2 separate regions of the Gasterosteus aculeatus genome follow, and region 1 is linked to region 2. Evidence: chromatin contacts called from public Hi-C data. All regions are on one chromosome and are shown on one strand. Each heading gives the region's core, a stretch centred on a gene start, on an enhancer-like site or on the middle of the called end of the contact. The rest is flanking DNA. Distances are from core to core; before and after follow the strand shown. Region 1 overlaps atxn1a (ataxin 1a). Region 2 holds the start of atxn1a (ataxin 1a).

Region 1 (4,986 bases), core at 111-2,610, 47 kb after region 2:
GGTCTTGTGTGGAAGCCTTTGAGTGGTCAGAAGAGAAAAGCGCTGTGTCTCTGTCTTGATATTACATCTTTCTTAAGGCTGTACATCAGATCATTTCCTTTTATAACTTTCTGTAATAATTTGATAATATATATAGATTTAATAAGATGTATCTCTTATACACATAAATGAATATGTGTTCATAATATGAGGGAATGCCAAACTGTCCCTAATACCATATATGTTTTTTTAAAGAAATGTTATTAGATCTAAACTGGTCTGGTTTCAGAACAGGAAGGATATTTTGTGATTGTAGACATTGTAGCAAGGATTGAACTGCATCCACAGAAAGTCCAGCTGCCCCAACACAAAGTGCAAACACATAAGGGTACATGACATCATCTCACAGTGCTTTCACCCAAAATGCTTTCCGACATAAAATGTTATAACTTGCGCAAAGGGCTATTTCCCAATCTCCTTATCCAGCTGAGCTTTTCTCGGTACAATTTGTTAGTTTTTGCTTGGTGAAATCAAGCAGACAGGAAGACCAACCAACACAAACAGGATGTGTTTTTAGTGCATGTTTAGACCCGTAGAGTCCAGTGGGAATCCGTTGTGTTCTGCGTGTGTGTGTCTGCGTCTTATGAGTGATTACTCTCGTGTTCCCCGTGCGTGCCACATCGCTTTGCATTGAGTAGCGCATTTCATCTATATTTATTTCCAAATGTTCTTTTAAGTAGGTCAGCTAACTGCCGGTAATAGACTGCTGCATGCTGTCAGCGAGGGGACCCGTTGTGACACCCAGTGGTCGAAAGTGGGAAGTGCAGCCTTATTGAATCTGAGCACAACAGGGGGAAATAGATTTACCTTTTACCTTTACCTTTAAGTGCACATGTGTGTTGATAATACACACAATCCTGCCATTTGTCAATGGTCTGAACTGTTTTTTGGAATTGCATTAATTGGTAATTGGTTAATATTTCGCAACAGAAAAGGCCAACGAGTACAGTGGCACTCTGGTTACAGCTTGTCAAACGTGAGGACTTGTCGCCTATTAGCTTTTTCATTTATTATTTTATGTGAATCTGGGTTTTACACTCGGTCTGACGAAAAGAAACTACCCCACCACTTCTGTGAGATCGTGTGTCCTAATGCATCAAGTGTAGAAAAGCACTCAAAAGATTAACAATAGTCCCTGCCCCAGACACACGTATACATTTGTTTGTTTTCCATGTGTGTCTTTTGTGTACTCTCTCTTTATAATCTCTACCGTTCACTCGCTCCCTCCCTCCCTCTTCCTCTCCCCCACACTCCCTCTCTCTTCCCTTCTCACTGTAACCTCCTCCCTCCCTCCCTCTCTAGTCTCTGCTTGTAAGCGGTCTCTGGGCGGGAAGCCAGCTGGCGTGTGTGTGTTTTTTGAATGAATACCTGATGAAGTTGGCCGAGCAAACCGTGGGAGGGGCTGTGTGTGTGTGTGTGTGTGTGTGTGTGTGTGTGTGTGTGTGTGTGTGTGTGTGTGTGTGGTGGGGGGGGGGCAGGCAGTGTGAGAGCTCTGGCTCACATTCAGCCCGTTGCATAATAGCGGTTGGAGCTCTGCATGCGGGACTCCCTCCCCGTGGGCGTGTGCGAGTGTGTGCTACCGATTTTGTTTGTGTGTGTGATCACCTGAGCGCTGCGTATCACTCGGAGTTCGGGAGCTTCCCCCCTCGCTCTTAAGATTGACGAGAGAGGGCTGTTATGTAGTGGGGGGAGAGGGGGGAGGCAGGGGGGCCGTGGTTTGAGAAAAGGCCGCGAGCAGTTTGTGGCACAGGTACACTGAATCTGCTCAGGATTTTTCGCTGGAGGGGGGAGAGAGGGAGACGGAGAGGGAGACTCGGGGCGCTTTACAAGGGACCCGGGCAGAGCAGGAGAAGGGGGGGAGTTTAGGGAGAGCAGGAATGAGATGGAGGGGGCGGGCATGCTGCAGAAGTGGGCTCCACCGGCTGCCCTGGTAAGTACACTTTGCACAGTGTGAGTGTGTGTGTGTGTGTGTGTGTGTGTGTGTGAGAGAGAGAGAGAGTCGGCATACACCCGTTAGTCCCCAAAGCTCGTCTCGTTGTATCACAGTTTGTCGTTTATAAGTGCGTACTGCGTCTGTCCTAGTTTCTCCTACAACCGTCGATGCTCATTTCTCGAGCGCTGGTGTTTCCTCCCCCCCTCCTCCCCCGCCTCCTCTCCCCCCTCCTCTCCTTCCATCGGGCTCTGTGTTTCTCCTCCCTTCCAGAGGGTTATTGAGAGGTGAGAAAGTGCAAGTCATGCGACGCTGCCTTAAGTGTTTGGTTTTTTTTTTACAAAAGAGACTCCCAGTCATTTGCCTCCCAAACACTCCCCTCTATGTCTCTCTTTCTTTACCACTATCTCCCTCTACCTCGCTTCTGCTCCACTCCTCACTCTCTCCCTCTCCTCTAACGCTCCGTCTGTCGATTGCAGATCCTCCATTACTCTCCAACTATCTGACCATATGTGTGTGTGTGTGTTTGTTGTTGTTGTTTGTGTTTAATCCCCAGCGGACAGTGAGAGGGGGGGAAGTTGCCGTCTTGTCAGAGCTCCCAGTCTGCACTGTTCACCAACGGTACCGACGAGCAAACGCAAACACACACCCGCACTGATGAAAAAAACCCACGGCAAAAAACTACAGAGAGACTTGGAGGAAGTAGAGAGTGAGAGAGTGAGAGAGGAGCATAAGCCTGCAGCACCTCCAGCGTACTTTCCAGCTGGACTATATTTAGCAGTGAGACGACACTTCACGCTGGACTTATCCCTCTGATCACAATTATGATGATGACTGCGCAATCGCACGCACACAAACCCACACGCACACACACTCACATTTATCTAAAAGCTTTTGGAGACCACAGAGTGGCAAGTTAGTTGATAATTATTAATCATATTGTGAGATGAACATTGTCTTTGTGTCGATGGCGGGGCATCTTCAGTAAAAAACAAATCGCTCCCAGGTCGTCTGGACGCTTTGGGCCCCCGGCTCCACTTAATTCCACCAACAGAACGTAATAACGAGGGTTTAACACTGAATTCTTTGAAATAGAATGTGATAATGTCGTGTTCAGTGACGTTTATTACATAGCGATGCAATGATAATGTTGCATTCCATCTTAAGAGCGTTCTGTATAGACGAGGGACACATTCCTTACATGTATGTATTGTTGAAAAACATTACACACATTTACTGCTGCAAAATTCATTACTTTGTATCTTACGTACTGTAGAACTATTAAACCCAATGCGCGTGTCTTTGTATGTCTGACCTGGCTGTAAACACTTCGTGATGGGGTTACCATAGTAACAGTGCTGCTGCCCTTATTATTGTAGACCGGATGCCATGAAGGCAAAGCACCACATTACAGTTTGAGTTACAGAACGCTAGATGTTTTAACCTATTCATTTAACATGTAACTATAACAACTATATGTAACTATATGTTTTATACATAATTGGTACATGAAAGGTACCTCCTTTTTAATCAAAACATGTGTGAGTATTTTACAATCCAGTAGTACGTGTGTAACGCGTGTGTGTGTGTGTGGGGGGTGGGGGGGGGGGGGGGGGGAGAAACCCGAGAACCTCCACTGTTTTGACCGTAGAAGGACAATAGTACAGCGCATGAGTGAACGATTCAGGTTACTGACTCACATCCACACAGAGACTTTGGTTTGGTGGATCATTGTGACTCTGTGTGTGTGTGTGTGTGTGTGTGTGAGGGGCCGGGGGGAGTGTGTGTGTGTGAGAGAGAGAGAGAGAGAGACTGAAGCACATGGAGGACAGACGGCTGGTGTTACACGTCATCTGATATCACGCACACACACACACACACAGATGCAAACTCAGCAAGATTCTCAGTGAGTCGGTTTTAGTGAAGCGATGCTCTGCGTGCATTGTGGGTCAGTTGAGCTCGCCCCTCCTCATGTCTGCACCCCGCATCCCAGAAAGTGTGATCTGAGGAGTTTACAGTGAGACTTTGTCTCGTTCACAGCTTCTTCTCCCTCACTCGGCCTCTTTTTTTATTCCGTCTCCCTCTTTAAATCTCCACTAACGCTGCAGGGAAGCTCCCTAATGAAGTCGGTTAAGGGTCCGTCTGTGACCCTCGGCTCCTGCAGGAATTTATCTGAAGCTGCTCTAATCGATATTTTCATATTAACAATTGATTAAATGACACAAACACATAGATGTCTAAATAAATACTAACAGGCGTCAGCAAACAAGTTTGTCGTATTACCTTCATGCGATGAAACTAAATGGCTAAATATTGTTCCTCTTTTCCTACAATGATTAATTTACAGTTCTCGCTGTAAGACAAACCCCTGTTTTTGTGTAGTAGTAGTAGTTTACTCCCCGTCTCTTGCAGTAACAACGCCGCCCATAGCAATCCATGCTTATTGCACTTCACTGCATGAAACACCAGCTGTGTGGCGTAGACGGCTGCTGGATCTACACACTCTGTCAGCGTTTGATGTGACGGCCGATTATGTCTCTGATCTCGGAGCTCAGAGACGCCGAATATTCCTCTTTATCGCAAAAGGTTTTACTACAAGCCAACAGCTCGTGGAGCACGTTCAGCGAGTCGCGTGAGGATAACGTGACAGGATGCCGAGGGAGGAGAAGCTCTGCTAGTTGAGAATGGAGCGGTGAAGGAGGGGAGGTGGACAGGCTGAGGCCGGGGGGAGGGAGGGAGACGCACGGCAGAGTGCATATCGGTGCTAAAAGCTCGCCAATCAACAGCACCTCTGAGTCATGCCTGCTTGATTGAACAGATGTTGCTTGCCTGGGAAAGTGTGTGTGTGTGTGTGTGTGTGTTTTCACTACCATAAAACAAAGCCTGCGTGTGTGTTCCTTTGCTGTTTTTGCATGGCAGTTTGCATGTGTGTTTACTCCACAGTTGTGTGAGAGTAGCAAAGAGACACTTCACAGGAATCTGCTTCAGATGTAAATGTGCCTTTTTCCACAGGAAAA
Region 2 (5,361 bases), core at 1,802-4,301:
TCAACTCATTGATTCTCCATGCACCGTGTTTATCATGATTCCCTTTCAGCATCTGTAACTTGTAAACACTTCCACCTTTTGAGCAAAAGGGGGAGCAGTTAGCAGCTGTAAAACACACCTTCCTCTGTGCACAGTGTGAGGGCTTAAGCAGACAACCTTGAAATCTTAAGTGACAGCTATTTTCAAAGCATACGGGATGTCCGTTCCTCTTCTGCTGTGAAAGTCATTATTGCATTTTGCTCAGAGTTTAATGAGCCCACAGGTTGATGCAATGGCCTCCGCTTTCTCCTGCTTAGATCTTCACACCGGTAACTGGTAACCCTCACATAGAGATAAAGAGACTGAAACGCTGTGGTGCACAATAGCTGAATGCACCGTGACAAGTGGCGGCTGCTTTTGTGTGCCGCTTTCTTACTCTGCACAGACGTCCATGGGCATTCAAATCTTGAAAAATCCATTAAAAGCTGCCTCAAACACGAGGGATTTTTAATTATTTACGTATCTCAGTGTGTGTTTTAAGAGTTACTTATTCATATCCCAAGTGAGGTGTCAAATTCCTTGTTTGCACATTTAGACAGAGACGTCCCTTAAAGAACATGACTCTTTTTTGAACATCTGTTTTGGTTTTTTGACCTGCAGAGGTTATGAATTGACACAACAATTGGGCGTCAGTTGTTTGTTGTCTGGGAGAAGCCTGTTTTATAATAGGATGAACAGAGATGATACATCTGGCAAAGTCATGTTTCTAATATTCCATTTGCCAACCTTTACCCAAAAAGAGAGCTTTTCAATTGCTCGCCGTTAAATAAGATGCATTTGAACTTAATCACACAAAAACGGCATGCAGGTAGAAACAGCAAGTCTCCATTTCACGTTCCACACCTGGTTCACTGTGTCGTCCCTCAGACAAAGAACACAGAAACATCTCTAGGGAGTAACCCAACCCTGCAACAATCTGCTCCTCCTTTTGGGAGCAGCTCTTTTTAATTCCTCAAGCACCTCACACCCCACTACACTACACACACACACACACACACACACACACACACACACACACACACACACACACACACACACACACACACACACACAAAACTGTGTATTTAAATAGCAGCCTCAATGGTGCAGTTTATTTGAATGAAGGATTTGGCAGACAGGAAGTTGCACAATTGACTTTGGCTAAACTGTGCATGTCTTCATCAACCCACTGAGGAGGTGTATTCCTGTGAGTACATGCAGAGACTAAAGTGAGAGAGTGAGTGAAGACAGGAACGAGTACATGCTTGTGTTCTTGCAGCTGAGGATATGCATGCACTTCTCTGAGCAAGCAGAACACCCAGCAACCCCACGATTAAATCACAAATCAGGTTGACCCGGGGATTTACTTTAAGAAAACATGTTGTCAGCTCCCCGTTTCCTCTTGAATTCTGAAAAGACCCCCATTACGCTGTGTGGGCAACTCATTCTGTCTACAACGTGAAAGTTGCATCGCAGGGGACACTGTGGGGAGTTAAAGTATCAGACAGCATGGATACAGCCTGCATAATAAAGTGTTGTGAACTGAATCTCCTTTGTTACCTTTTCACAACCAGACCGTGCCTCTTCGTTTCTATGCATGCAGGCCACGAATGTAACGCTAGCCTCCTGGCACACGGTGCGGCCTGCCTCTCCGTCTCTTTGTTTGCCACACATGTGACAGGGGGCACAATGGAGCGCCGGACAATAGGCCACTTATTGAGTGACTGGCAGGGAGTGGGATACATCCCGGATCGTCTGTCACCCTTCGGCGCCACGGGTCAGTGTCAGGTTGCACTCTCCTGTCACCGGGATGCGAAAGAGCTTGTTGCCACGTCGGAAAATCTGGAAGAGGTCGCGGAGGTCAAGTTGAAAAAGAAAAAAGATTTCAATGCTTTTCAGCAGCAGTATCTTTTTATAATATATATATTTACACAATGCAATTGTCATTTTGTGGTTGATAATAGAGTAAAAGCACCTGCCTGTTAAATTCAATATGTAACTGAGCCATAGAGAAACCAATTAATATAGCAGCTCACAAGCAAGCATCTTTCATCACATGTTTCTTAGTATTTACTTACAATGCTGTGTGTATGTTTTCATGCTGTGTGTGTGTGTGTGTTTATGTGCTATTAGCAGTTCAGATGTTCCACCGTGTCACTGTCAGCTGACTTTCAGTCATTGCCGTCAGCTGAGCCGATTCACCCGGAGATCTCCGCCTCGCGTTGTTATACGTTATTCAAGTCAAATGACACTACGGCTACACATTTATTTTCATGAGGGAACAAAATGGCTTTGTGCTTTTATTTTTGTTTCATAGTCATTTTTGTGCACAGGACGACTACATTTGATCCTGTTCATGATGAAAAACATAGTAAAATTGATTAGTTAGGTAAAAGTAATAACACTACAACTGAATTATGCAGCAGAATCCCCCTGTCAGTGGTATATTAGTCTGAATGATAACATCTTATCTTTAGCATTTGAGGTTGTAGCTGAAAGGGGCAGAGCTTATTGTTATAGTGAATATATTGTTGGGTAGTTTAATGTGCAACAATGCCTCCCATTCTAAAAACTGATTTGAAACGTGAATTCTAACGAATAAATAACAGCAGTCATATGTATACAATGGATTGACATTTAAATGTTAATTAAAAAGTAGTAGAAATGTTGACACTATCCTCCTCACGCGTTGTGAGTGATCTGTGGAAAAAGCTTCATGATGGACATTTATTCATATTTTAATATTTTTTTTTTAAAACACTCACACGCACCTCGTGGATTTCCTACAACGCTTGAAGCAGTCTGTGCTATAAAATAAATACATATCCATACACTGTTGAACTGAAAGCGGCCCGTGCCCTGTGACGCACTAGTGGCCGCTGATAGTAAACCTGTAATTCACTGTCTGCTCGGAGCCTTGTCATGTTTTCGCATGAGTAGCTTACACACTGCTGCTTCTTTTTTTTTTTTTTTTTTAACTCTCTCTCTCTCTCTCGCTCCCGCCCTCCCTCTCCCTCCATCTCTCTGAAGGTGGGGGCAGAGAGGCTGTTAGCCGTGCGCGCTGCGAACGCACCACCAGGAGGGGAGACGCTTCCCACCGTCAGCGCCGGAGCAGAGCAGGGGAGCCCCGGCGACCAGGAGGGACACCGAGTCGGCAGCCCGTTTCTCCCAACAGTAAGTCGGCCCGAACCGTCCGGCCAGCGCTCGTTCAAGCCACTTGTCACCACGCACTTTTTACCTCTTTTTTTTTGGAAGCTGTGAAGAGAAAAATGGCTGGAAGAAACTGGGCCGGGTGGCGCTGACGCTCTGTGTGTTTTTTTTAATTTTCTTTACTCCAAAGCCGTGGGGTGACGTGTGAAGTGACCCAAACGGTACGTGGTCGCGCGGGCTTCGGGTGTATCTACTTGTCATTTCGGAGCGTGAATGCAAAGTTGTGTTTAAGTGGTGCGAAAGGCAGCGGGGAGGGAGGGAGGGGGGGGGGGGGGGAGTTTGGTTGGATTCTGCCCGGGCGAAGAGCGCGTCCGCCGGGCGAGCCGGCGTCGCGCGAGCCGCTGTGCACTCAGCAACTGCGCCACTCGACGTTTGCGCTTTACACGCTTGTTTCCTACGTTGACACGCGCCGCGAAAAAGCACGTCGCTTTTTATCAACAAATGTCTCCTTTCCAACTCTTTCCCGACTGCCAAAGGCGTTTTAAAAACAGTTTCACCATCGCGGAAGTGTTTTTCTCTGCGCGAAAAAGAGGCGAAGAAACAAACTAGGACCGCGCTCCGCGTTCGTCCTCCTTTTGCGAAAACGTGGCCACGTTCGCGTCGCGCGCGTCCGGGCCGCTCATCGCACACGGCCGCGGACGTAACGTGGAGGCTACTACGGAGCGTCTCGCGCCGGCAGCGGGTTGTAGAGGACATCGGGTTTGTGGTTGCTGCGCTGCGCGTGATGTCATTCATCCGGGCTCGGGCCATTATATAACGGGACCGTAGGGAAGCCGTGCGATAGCGGGCTATTTTTACTCTGTTTACACCTCGCAGTCGCGCTCCGGGTGGACCGGGAGCCGGTGCTTCCTCCTGTGCGTTTAAACGAGACCGGGCAGAAGGCCGAATGAAAAGCTGCATCGCGCTCTGATGTTTCTCCCGTTTGAAGCGTTTATTATCATAAAATGCAAAGTTGCATGACCAATTGCACATTGGATTTCTGATTGCAAAAATCTTCCCTATGCAAGTTCTTTAGTATTGATTTTCCTTATTGCTTCTTACACAGATATCTCGTCATAATCTATTTGAATATATATAAATGATAAACTAAATGTAAACACAAGAATTTGACATGTCGATTTAACAAACAGTCCAAAGAGTGTAAATTATTGCAAAATGTAAAAGTTTCACGGATGGTTTTATTACAATTTAATAAATGTACTGTCAGGTGCTTTCCCTTTAATAATCACAACTAAAAGCTAAGTTATGAATTTCATCAATCTTTTCACAGACCCCCGTTATGGTCCCAAACCCCCACTTTATGAATCACCGCACAAACACTTCCTCAGGTACCATGAACATCCGTATACTTACACTTGTGCAGTGTAGCTACCTGCTTGTATGCACTGCACACCCCAAACATCTGTAGTATTGCCAAAATATTGCAATAAACAGACCTGGTGCCTGTGTGCAGCTTCGTCAGTGAGTGATTATAAAGTCAATGGTTGAATCAAGTGTGGATGAATCGTTGCAGTGAATAAATGCTACAACTTGTCGAGAGCGTTATTCTTGGTCGTGCTCGCCACTTGCTGTTAAAAGCCCAATAGACTGGCAAAAACTCCGGCTCAGGTGCATTTAAGGTGGGATAGCGTTTTTTATAGTGGACCAACTTGAGTTTTGACGGAGCTCGGACACGTGTGGCAACTCGGGGGAAGATGTAGCGTGCCGTTCTGGTCGTGTTTGGCTTAATATCAATCCTCAAACAGTATTAAGAGAGTGTGGGCCATAGTTGGCTGCTTTGTGAATTTGAATACAACAGTTTTGGTGCCGTGACAGTGTTTGCCTTGCAGATGTGGGCGGAGACCGAGTGGAAATGGGGCATTTTAGCACATAGGAATGAAATTCAGGGATGGGATGGAACAAAGTTGAACTTTAGCACTGGGTCAATTAGGATTGGAATCGACAACAAACAGCTTGACGTCTTATGGGCGGTGAGTACATGTGAGAGGAGAGATGAACACCGCAGAGGGTGATGACACACAGGCATCTATGGTACGAGGTAGTCAAACAGAGGGTCGAATGGGTCTCCGAGCAAAGAGCAAGCGCAAAAACGATCAGGCTTGCTTTAAGAAGCAAAAAACTGCCAGGGCCCTG

Evidence for each region. Hi-C and Micro-C count contacts between places; a contact is called where the count stands out from the background.
Region 1: a Hi-C map of liver shows a contact between it and region 2, with 7 times the contacts expected there. The contact joins the enhancer-like site here to the promoter of atxn1a in region 2. A contact is called at or near these places in 6 of 6 Hi-C or Micro-C datasets (blood and trunk muscle, liver, skeletal muscle and 2 more).

What each region holds. Positions count from the first base shown.
Region 1 is chr10:7,202,836-7,207,821 of fGasAcu3.hap1.1, forward strand. The region is part of intron 3 of atxn1a (ataxin 1a); the gene reads left to right. Among protein-coding and RNA genes, the nearest start is that of gmpr, 20 kb to the right of the region's middle. Within about 2 kb of position 1,361, at least 7 of the 9 cell types and tissues checked have open chromatin away from gene starts, as enhancers often do. A contact at or near this core is called in liver, where this site is marked.
Region 2 is chr10:7,154,198-7,159,558 of fGasAcu3.hap1.1, forward strand. It overlaps atxn1a (ataxin 1a), which reads left to right and starts at 3,052. Exons shown (of 5, transcript XM_078081397.1): 1 at 3,052-3,192.